3 separate regions of the Sus scrofa genome follow, and all the other regions are linked to region 2. A link is a contact called in public targeted proximity ligation data. All regions are on one chromosome and are shown on one strand. The core of a region is the stretch at or near the end of the contact, and the rest is flanking DNA. Distances in the headings are between cores, read along the strand shown.

Evidence for each region.
Region 1: a contact with region 2 is called in a targeted proximity ligation map of alveolar macrophages. A contact is called at or near these places in 1 of 5 promoter capture datasets (liver), 1 of 47 Hi-C or Micro-C datasets (liver) and 1 of 2 datasets of targeted methods (alveolar macrophages).
Region 3: a targeted proximity ligation map of alveolar macrophages shows a contact between it and region 2. A contact is called at or near these places in 1 of 47 Hi-C or Micro-C datasets (heart right ventricle) and 1 of 2 datasets of targeted methods (alveolar macrophages).

The regions. Positions count from the first base shown.
Region 1 is chr5:83,934,129-83,936,878 of Sscrofa11.1, forward strand. UHRF1BP1L (UHRF1-binding protein 1-like) reads left to right here and starts at 1,500. Exons shown (of 21, transcript XM_003126693.5): 1 at 1,500-1,863. The coding sequence starts at 1,820.
Region 2 is chr5:83,599,366-83,602,065 of Sscrofa11.1, forward strand. It overlaps GAS2L3 (GAS2-like protein 3), which reads right to left and starts at 1,360. Exons shown (of 9, transcript XM_021092704.1): 1 at 834-1,360.
Region 3 is chr5:83,877,373-83,880,072 of Sscrofa11.1, forward strand. It overlaps DEPDC4 (DEP domain-containing protein 4), which reads left to right and starts at 1,346. Exons shown (of 12, transcript XM_013998040.2): 1 at 1,346-1,621. The coding sequence starts at 1,378. It overlaps SCYL2 (SCY1-like protein 2), which reads right to left and starts at 1,394. Exons shown (of 18, transcript XM_021092722.1): 1 at 1,133-1,394.

The sequences.
Region 1 (2,750 bases), core at 250-2,749, 330 kb after region 2:
CTTAATCAAGAGCCTCCCATATACTAGGCACCTTGATCGACATTGTATATGCATAACCTCATTTAATCCTCACAAAATTCTGAGTTAGATACTATTATCGCCAACAGATGAAGAAACTAACGCTAAGAACTAAATAACTTGCCCAAGTTTACACTAGCTTCAAAGTGGCTGGGTCAGCCTCTGAACCAGAGTCCAGTGACAAGAGTTCAAGGTCTTAGCTTTAGAAATTTATTTTCCAGGAGTTCCCGTCGTGGCGCAGTGGTTAACGAATCCGACCAGGAACCATGAGGTCGCGGGTTCGGTCCCTGCCCTTGCTCAGTGGGTTAACGGCGTTGCCGTGAGCTGTGGTGTAGATCGCAGACGCGGCTCGGATCCCGCGTTGCTGTCGCTCTGGCGTAGGCAGTGGCTACAGCTCCGATTCAACCCCTAGCCTGGGAACCTCCATATGCCGCGGAAGCGGCCCAAAAGATAGCAACAACACCAAACAACAACAACAAAAGACAATAAAAAAAAAAAAAAGAAATTTATTTTCCAGCAGAGGCTGTTAATCCTCTGAGAGCAGGAACAGTTTTTTTGTTTGTTTGTTTTTGTTTAGACTACCTTAGTTATTTGAATAGTGCCTCACTTACAGTGCATGATAAATGTTAAGTGAGTAAACAGTCAACCCACATATATCTTCTTCACTTTACTTGAAAAGCGCTCAGTTGTTGGACCATGTGTAAATTATCCCCTCTTCATGGTTGTTAGATCATGTGTAAATTATCCCTACACACCCACCCACACATTTTTCTGATAACCTCCCTCAGAGGTAGTATAATTTTCCCCCCTCTTTTAAACATCACTGGGTGGTCATTTTCATCTCTCCAAAATGTTGGTTTGGGGCTTGGTGTGGTAAAGGTGCAGAGCTGTAATAGTTTTCCCTGCTATTTCAACAATTTCCTTCCTTTACATAGAAATTTTCAAGTGAAATTTTACATCCTCATTTCTTTAGATACTACAACCTGGTGAGTTGGGTAAGGCTGATATTACTAACCTATTGTATAGATGATTAAACTGAGCTACGAGTAAGTGAATTATTTTCTCCAGGCTAACACAGCTAGAAAATACTCGAGCTAGGACTTGAATTTAGGCTTTCTAATTCCCAGGTCCTGGGCTGTATTTAAAGACATGTTATCAGTTTTCATTTCCCATAGAATTTCTAGAGAAAATATCACTTGGTAGCATTTAGCCGGGAGAAAGCAGAGCGGGTGGGGAAAAAAAAAAGCTAAGCGTGTAGAGCAGTTTGTGGGGCAAATTGTGAAGAAATGAAAAAGAGACGTAAGATGTGGATGAAGGACTCAGTGATGGAGACGAGAATGGTGAGGGTGGTCTAAAACCCAAGAAAGTCTTGGAATTGGGAGGAGGAGGATGCAAAAGCTTAGGGGCAGGATGACTAGTCCAGCCTGAGTCCCAGACGGGGAGGCGGGGCAGTAAACCTCCAGGGCCCGCCCGGAGTCCGCGTTGCTCCGCCCCTCCCCGCCCCGAGCCGACGCAGCCACGCCCCGAGCCCGCGCCGCCCCTGCCCTCCCCCAGGTCTCTTAGGTGATGCTGCAGCCAAGATGGCGCTGGCAGCGGCCGCGGCTGCCTGAGCGCGATGCTCCCGGTCCTTGGCGGCAGCGGTGGCGGCTGTGGCCTCGGCCGGGGCCTCGGGTCTGTCCCAGGCGTGAGTGCTCAGGCACCTCTCCTCCGGCCGGGTTAACCCGGGCAAAGAGGAGACGGCCACGAAGAGCGGAGGCAGTGAGGAGCAGGGAGAGAGTGTGGAGCCTCCCGCCTCGGCACCATGGCTGGGCTCATCAAGAAACAGATCCTGAAGCACCTCTCCAGGTCAGTCGAGCATCGGGCGTGGGCGCCAGTCCGCCTCCGCCCTCGTCCGTATCCGAGGCAACCTGCGGCTTCGGGGGCGGGGGGACCTGGCAGTCGGGCGGGAGGCGACCCTTGGGCTCCCCGGTCCAGTCGGGGCAGAGGTCGCCGCCCGGGATCTCCCGTCGGCTGCTGCGCCCAGGGCTGGCCTCACGAGTCGGCCTCTGGACCGGTTCGCCCTTGGACTGGTTCTCTCCCCCGGCCGGCTCGCGGAGGAGCGTGTCGGGCGGCGCAGCAGGCTGCAGGCTGCAATTATACCCCGCGCGGCGCCTGGGGGCGTCTGGAGGACCCCTCCTGGGCGGTCCTGCGCGGAGGCTGCAGAGGGTCAGGTACCCCGTGTCCGCCTCCATTCGGAGCTGAGCGGTTCCGTTAACCCAGGGCGTCTGGCGCCGTGTGGACTCTGACGGTTGAGGCTTGGCTCCGCTCAGTGAAATGTTAACCTTGTTATTGTTCTGCATTCACCCTATCTCGCCGTTCCCAGTCTTGCATTAGAGGGTGTGCCTATTTGAACAGTTAGGATTTGTTTTAAGTAAATAACCAGAGTTAGCCGCTCTGGCAGGTTCTTTCTGGAGTCGTTTTAACCCCACATCATTCGTCGTGCAAAGCAGCTTTTTGCTTTATTTTTATCTGAAACCCATAAATTCAGGGAGTCAACATCTGTGGTAATAAACCCAAGACTTGTCATTCTTTCCGTTTCATAAGGCCGTTTTAGTCAGAATCATGACTCAGTAATGCTGGCAGTTTGTTACTGCTCCTGGTTTCTCCATATTTGTCTTCAGACACAGGCTCACTGTGGGATCTTGTTTCCAAGTTGTTAACAGTGAATTCAAAGTGGTTGGTTATAACCCTTT
Region 2 (2,700 bases), core at 110-2,609:
GGGTCTACCAAACAAATAAATAAATAAAAATCTTTTCATTTTATAATGACTAATCAGCTTCTCCACCAGGTGTACCACGAAGCACTCTGAATCCATAAGGCTCAGTCTCCTTGCTGGAAAAGATCAGTTAGGAACCAGGAGTGACTAACTGCATGGGCAAGCAGTCTCCAAATTTTCCTCGGATTACCAAGGCAATCTGTAAGCCTCCCTCCACCCCACCCCCAACCGTTGGGTGTGGGTGGGAAAAGCCCCACGCTGAGCCTCCAGTTATATACACTTGTTCCGTCCATCTGGGCGATCTGGGCCTTGCAAGGACTGGAAGGCACAAATAGGGAAGAAACTGTAAACTCCGCCTGAGGGCAAAATGACTATCTGTCATCCTCCTTCCCACGTCAGTGACTTCATCAATTCTTCCACAGAGTGACGCTGAGGAATTAAGTGACCCTATAAGTGCAAGGCACTTGGAAATGAAGGTGCCCCTGGAGAGCCTAAACTAGCTTCAGGCTCTGATCCCTCCTCGGATTCTAAAGCTCTTCCGCAGTTTAGCACATCCATACCTGCCGTCCCCCTCCCGGCACACCTGTTGCCCTTTGCACAGACCTGGGGGGGCAGGGGAAGGCAGGCATAACCTCACCTTGACGGCCTCAGGGACCAATCAGAGCACGCGACTCCAGCAGCGGGCCAATCACAGAGCGTCTTGGATCCCTCTGCTCTGGGCCCCAACCAAACCACCACTTTGACTCCGCGACCGCAGGGGGCTCCTCGAGCGCAAGCCCCGAGAAGACGAGTAAAAGTTCGCGAGGTAAAAAGAAGGCAAACAGGGAAGTACTCACCCACCCAGGCGCAAGAAGCTCACTTCTCTCTACGGGACATCTCGCTCAATCTGTGCCTCGCAGGCACGCCCCTGACCAACCGCCGCGGCCGCCGCAGCCTCCCGGGTCTCCGGGTTCACCGCCGCCAGTTTCGAAGGAACCAATCAGAAGGCGGGTAGGGGGCGTGGTTTGAGGCCCCGCCCCCAGGCCGCCCGCACTGGACTGGTGTGCCTCAGTCAACAGGCAACCCGCCCTCTGCAGCCGTCTAACAGCTGCAGAGACCAAGCCCCTCTTTTTAAAGAATTTGTCTTGGTCATGGAGCACGTCCCCTTATCTGGCCCTCTCAGGGAGAGCAACAAACCTTATTTGTCCCGATTGGCAGGAGAGGTGAATCAACCTCGCCTCTAAGCATCCTGAAGTGTTGCGCTGCGCCCTGAGTTTTACCCTGATATGTTAAGAGCCCCTCCCAATCCTAAATCCACCTCTCTGGCTGTGCTGAAGGCACCAGGGTTCCCAGATACAACTGTCACCCTGCAGGAATGGGGAGAGGGATGGAGAGAAATCCTGTAGTTCCAGGCTACAGCTGCGGCTGAAAGCAAAAAGAGGATGTTGGCTCTTCCTTCAGGAAACACCAGAGCAGGGTGTAGGGGAGGGGGAAGACAGGAGGGGGGAGGCGGGAGGGGGGAGGGGGGGCAGAGGATTACCCTCTGCAGAATGAGAGAGGTTTACTAACTCCGAGGGTTGAGGTGACGTGGATACTGGGCTTGAATGTAACAAAAGATAGGTCTGTGATACCTAAATGTGGCTTGTTAATACCCGGGCAAAATCAGTGCCCAAAGCTTGGGAGCCCAGGCCGTTCCTCTTTTTTCAGTTTTATTTTGGGAAATCATGTTACCTCTTTGGGTCCCAGTTTCCCATCTGTAAAGAGTGGAATTGACCTGGAATGATCTCTCTAGCATTTATTCTTTCATTCACTCACCAAAAACAGGCAGGAGCTACACTGTTGCTCGCTGAAGAGACTAAAAGTGTGCAAGACAATCCTTGCCTCCGAAGTGCTCAGCAGCATGGTAAAGGCTCAGTGGAAGTCGGTGAGAGCAGCTACCAGTCTCCGAGGGTGATGGTCAGAGGTTTGAAAGGACTTGAATGTTGAAGGAGAAATAGAATCTGCAAGAGAGGTTATTTAGGAGCAAAGGATGCTTTCTAGGCAGAGAGAACAGCAAGGTTCCAGGGATGTGAGAGCACCTGGAATGGTCTGGGAATAGCAGTTTTGAGCGACTAGAGTTTGGGGATTCTGAGGTAGATCAGGCTTGGAGGAGTAACCACAGATGAAAACTCTGGTAGGTACTAAGGAATTTAGATTCTTGCAAGCAATTGTAATTATGTTTTAGGGGGAAAAAATCATTTTTGCGAAAGAAGTAAGACTGGCAGCAATCCTAAAAATTAAAAGCTGATAGGGAGTTTCCACTGTGGTGCAAAGGGATTGGCAGTGTCTCTGGAGCCCTGGGATGCAGGTTCAATCCCCCGCCTGGCACAATGGGTTAAGGATCTGGCATTGCTACAAGTACAATTCAGATCTGATCCCTGGCCCCGGGAACTCCATCTGCGGGGGGCGGGGGTGGGGGGGTGGGGGTGGGGGGGAAGGTGCTGGCAGTTACATAAATAGCTCAGAAGTGATGGTGAGAAAGACATGTCTGGAAATATCTAAGTGGCTGATTTATCTGGACTTGGAACACAGGGAAAAGAACTGTGGAGGAAGAATTAGGCATTTTGGTCTCGTGTTCACCTTGAGTTTGTGCCAGAGATACAGATTTGAGAAGTCAATTCAACAAATACTGTTAAGGACTTTCTCTGCACCAGACGCCATCCTAAGCACGGGAGTCCTACTTTC
Region 3 (2,700 bases), core at 96-2,595, 280 kb after region 2:
GATTTCAACAGACTGAAGGTCCTTACTTTCCTTTAGGTTCCTTTCCTTTACACAGTCCTCCAAAAGTTTCTTTTACTACAGAAGCTAAACAAAAAAAGAAAGAAAAGAAAGACATGCAAAGTCCAAAAGCAGAAGCTTCAACCACCTGACTTTCAAGCCACTACCAGAACACGACCAGGTTTTACAGTGACAGACGGGTTTGAAGATTTACCTTAATCTATACCAATTTTTCGGAGTGTAGAGACTTGCAAATGCTACTTAGAAAACTTTTTACTCATAGAATCCAATGCGTAAAATAAATAAAAAAGTCAGAGGATGATTCTTGACTTTGATCTACAAAAAAACTAGTTTGCAACTTAAAATTTTAAGTCACTACTGACATAGTGCTTTAAGTCCCTTGAGTCTGGAGTCTCAAGAAGACTGTTACAGGAGTTGACAACATTGGTTTCCTTAATTTCTGATCATAAATATATATTCAGTCGAATCCCAAGTTTTTGAAAGCTTCATCGGTCTCACCCTTTCTCCATTCTTTCTCTCCCGCTCATAAAAAAAAGAGTGCAGGAGACACGGAGTGGGTTTTTAACAAAACCTCTGCCCCACCCACCTCACAAACAATAACCTTCCATTCCAGAACTAAAGCGACTGTCACAGAAGGACTCAGGACGGTAGGGCCGAAGTTGATGACCCAGGTTCTCAGAGGTGGACCTCAGAACTGAGGGTAGCTGTCTCACCCAGTCCGGGAGTAGTGTCCAATTTCCCAAAAGGGAACCAAGATCTCCATCACGGAAACCCGAGCTCTCCAGCCTGAGCTGGGGGCTCTTCCTCCAGCAGGGGGCTCCAGCCCAGGGTCTCCACTAGCTGCCAGGCCTCTTCGGGAGACCTGGGCCTCCCGGATTCGCTCCCCGGAGCTCGTCACTCCCGCAGCCCGGCTTCGCGCGGGCACCCACCGCCCCACCGGCCCCGCCTGCACCCAGCAGGCCCGTCACCAGGCAACAGTTGCCAGCCCCGGGGACCTTGAGAGGCCTTCCCAGGGTGCGGGTCCTTCCTCATTCCCTCCTCGCTGTCTGGGGAAACCCAGGTGGGAGCGCGGCCAGTGAAGGAGGTCGCTCTGTGCCCCTGGGCGGTCACTCACCTCTTTCCCTTCTACCCCCCTGGAGGGGCGGTGCTGGGGCTTGTTTCCCCCGCCCCTCCAAACGCCTCCTGGCTGCTCCTGCTCAGCCTTGGCGCCGGGCCGCAGCCGCCGGCTTACTCCATAGCCTCTCACACTCCCGCGGCCTCAAAGACTGGAACTGGAGGAGGGAAGGGGGAGGGGTGGGGAGGGTCTGGGGAGGAAGAGCCAGGGAGAGGGAAGAAGACCGAAAGACCAGCCGGACGGGCATGACGTCACTTCCGGCTGATTCGGAAGAGGCGGGGCCGGGACGTGCCTGGCCTCCGCCCCCAGAGAGCCAGGTGGAGGCGGGGTTACGGGCGATGAGGAGGGGCCCAGTGGCGGAGTTTACGGCGGTTCTTTTGACTCCGCAGTTCCGTAGCCTCTGCAGCCAGAGCAAGCTTCCCGAGCCTGCGCGGAGCGGGCAGAGTGTCGTGAGCCCAAAGGGTGTCTTCTCCCGGAAAAGAAGGCCAGGTAGCCCGGTAGATCCTAACCGAATGTGTACTGAAAGGGGCTCTGATGAGGGGAGCAGGTGGTTTGGACTTTGCGCCTCAGACCTCTGGGGCCCGCCCCTTTTCGGACTCGCCCCTTTCCTTAGCGCTCTGGTTGGTGTGGCTGAGAGCCGCCGCTGGGCTTTTTCAGGAGCTTATCTCCCTGAGGAGCAGTGTTTCTCAAACTTTAATATGCCCAGAGATCTTTTGGGGACTGTTAAAAATGCATGCGAGTTCCCACTGTGCCTCAGCGGGTTAAGAACCCATGAGGATGCGCGTTCAATCCCTGGCCTTGCTCAGTGGGTTAAGGATCCAGCGTTGCTGCAAGCTGCGATGTACGTCGCAGATGCGGCTTGGATCCTGCGTAGATGTGGGGCTCTGATTAGACCCCCTGGCTGGGCAAACTCCACATGCGGCCCTAAAAAACGGAAAAAAAAAAAAAAGAAAAAGAAAAAGAAATTCCCAGATGATGGCCAGTGCTGCTGGTCCACAGGCGACATTTAGAACAAGGGGTTAAAAGTACTAAGTGGCAAGTTCCTTGAGCACGAAGACTGTTTCTTTAACCTAACTCGCTTGGTAAATGACGCTTAGAGAGACAGATCGTCCATGGCAAACACCCCTGTTTCTACCGCTTTTAGACTCCTAGCCTCCACCCCATCCTATCATAACCCTATCCCCACCCTCCCTCCCTCTCCCCCAGTTCAATACCTCCCCTTTTCCACTCTTCACCCTCCAGCCTCACTCCTGTCAATGCACTGTCTACAGTGTCACAGATGGACAGCTTCTGCTACAGAAGGCATTTGAAGGTGATGGGCTTTTATTTCTGTCCTGAATATCAGACCATTATGTAAAATCGGGCATCTTGTTTCCAGTTATCCATAATCAAAGGAAGAAAGACCTTAGATTCTAGATTCTAACAACAACAAAAATCTAGAAACAACATTCTGGATGTTTCAACTTATTCCTTTATCTTATTAAAATTTTTTATTGAAAATTTACTGGGGTAGAAGAAAATGAAGAGTGGCTGCTAACTGTCCTGGGTTTTCTTTTTGAAGTGAAGAA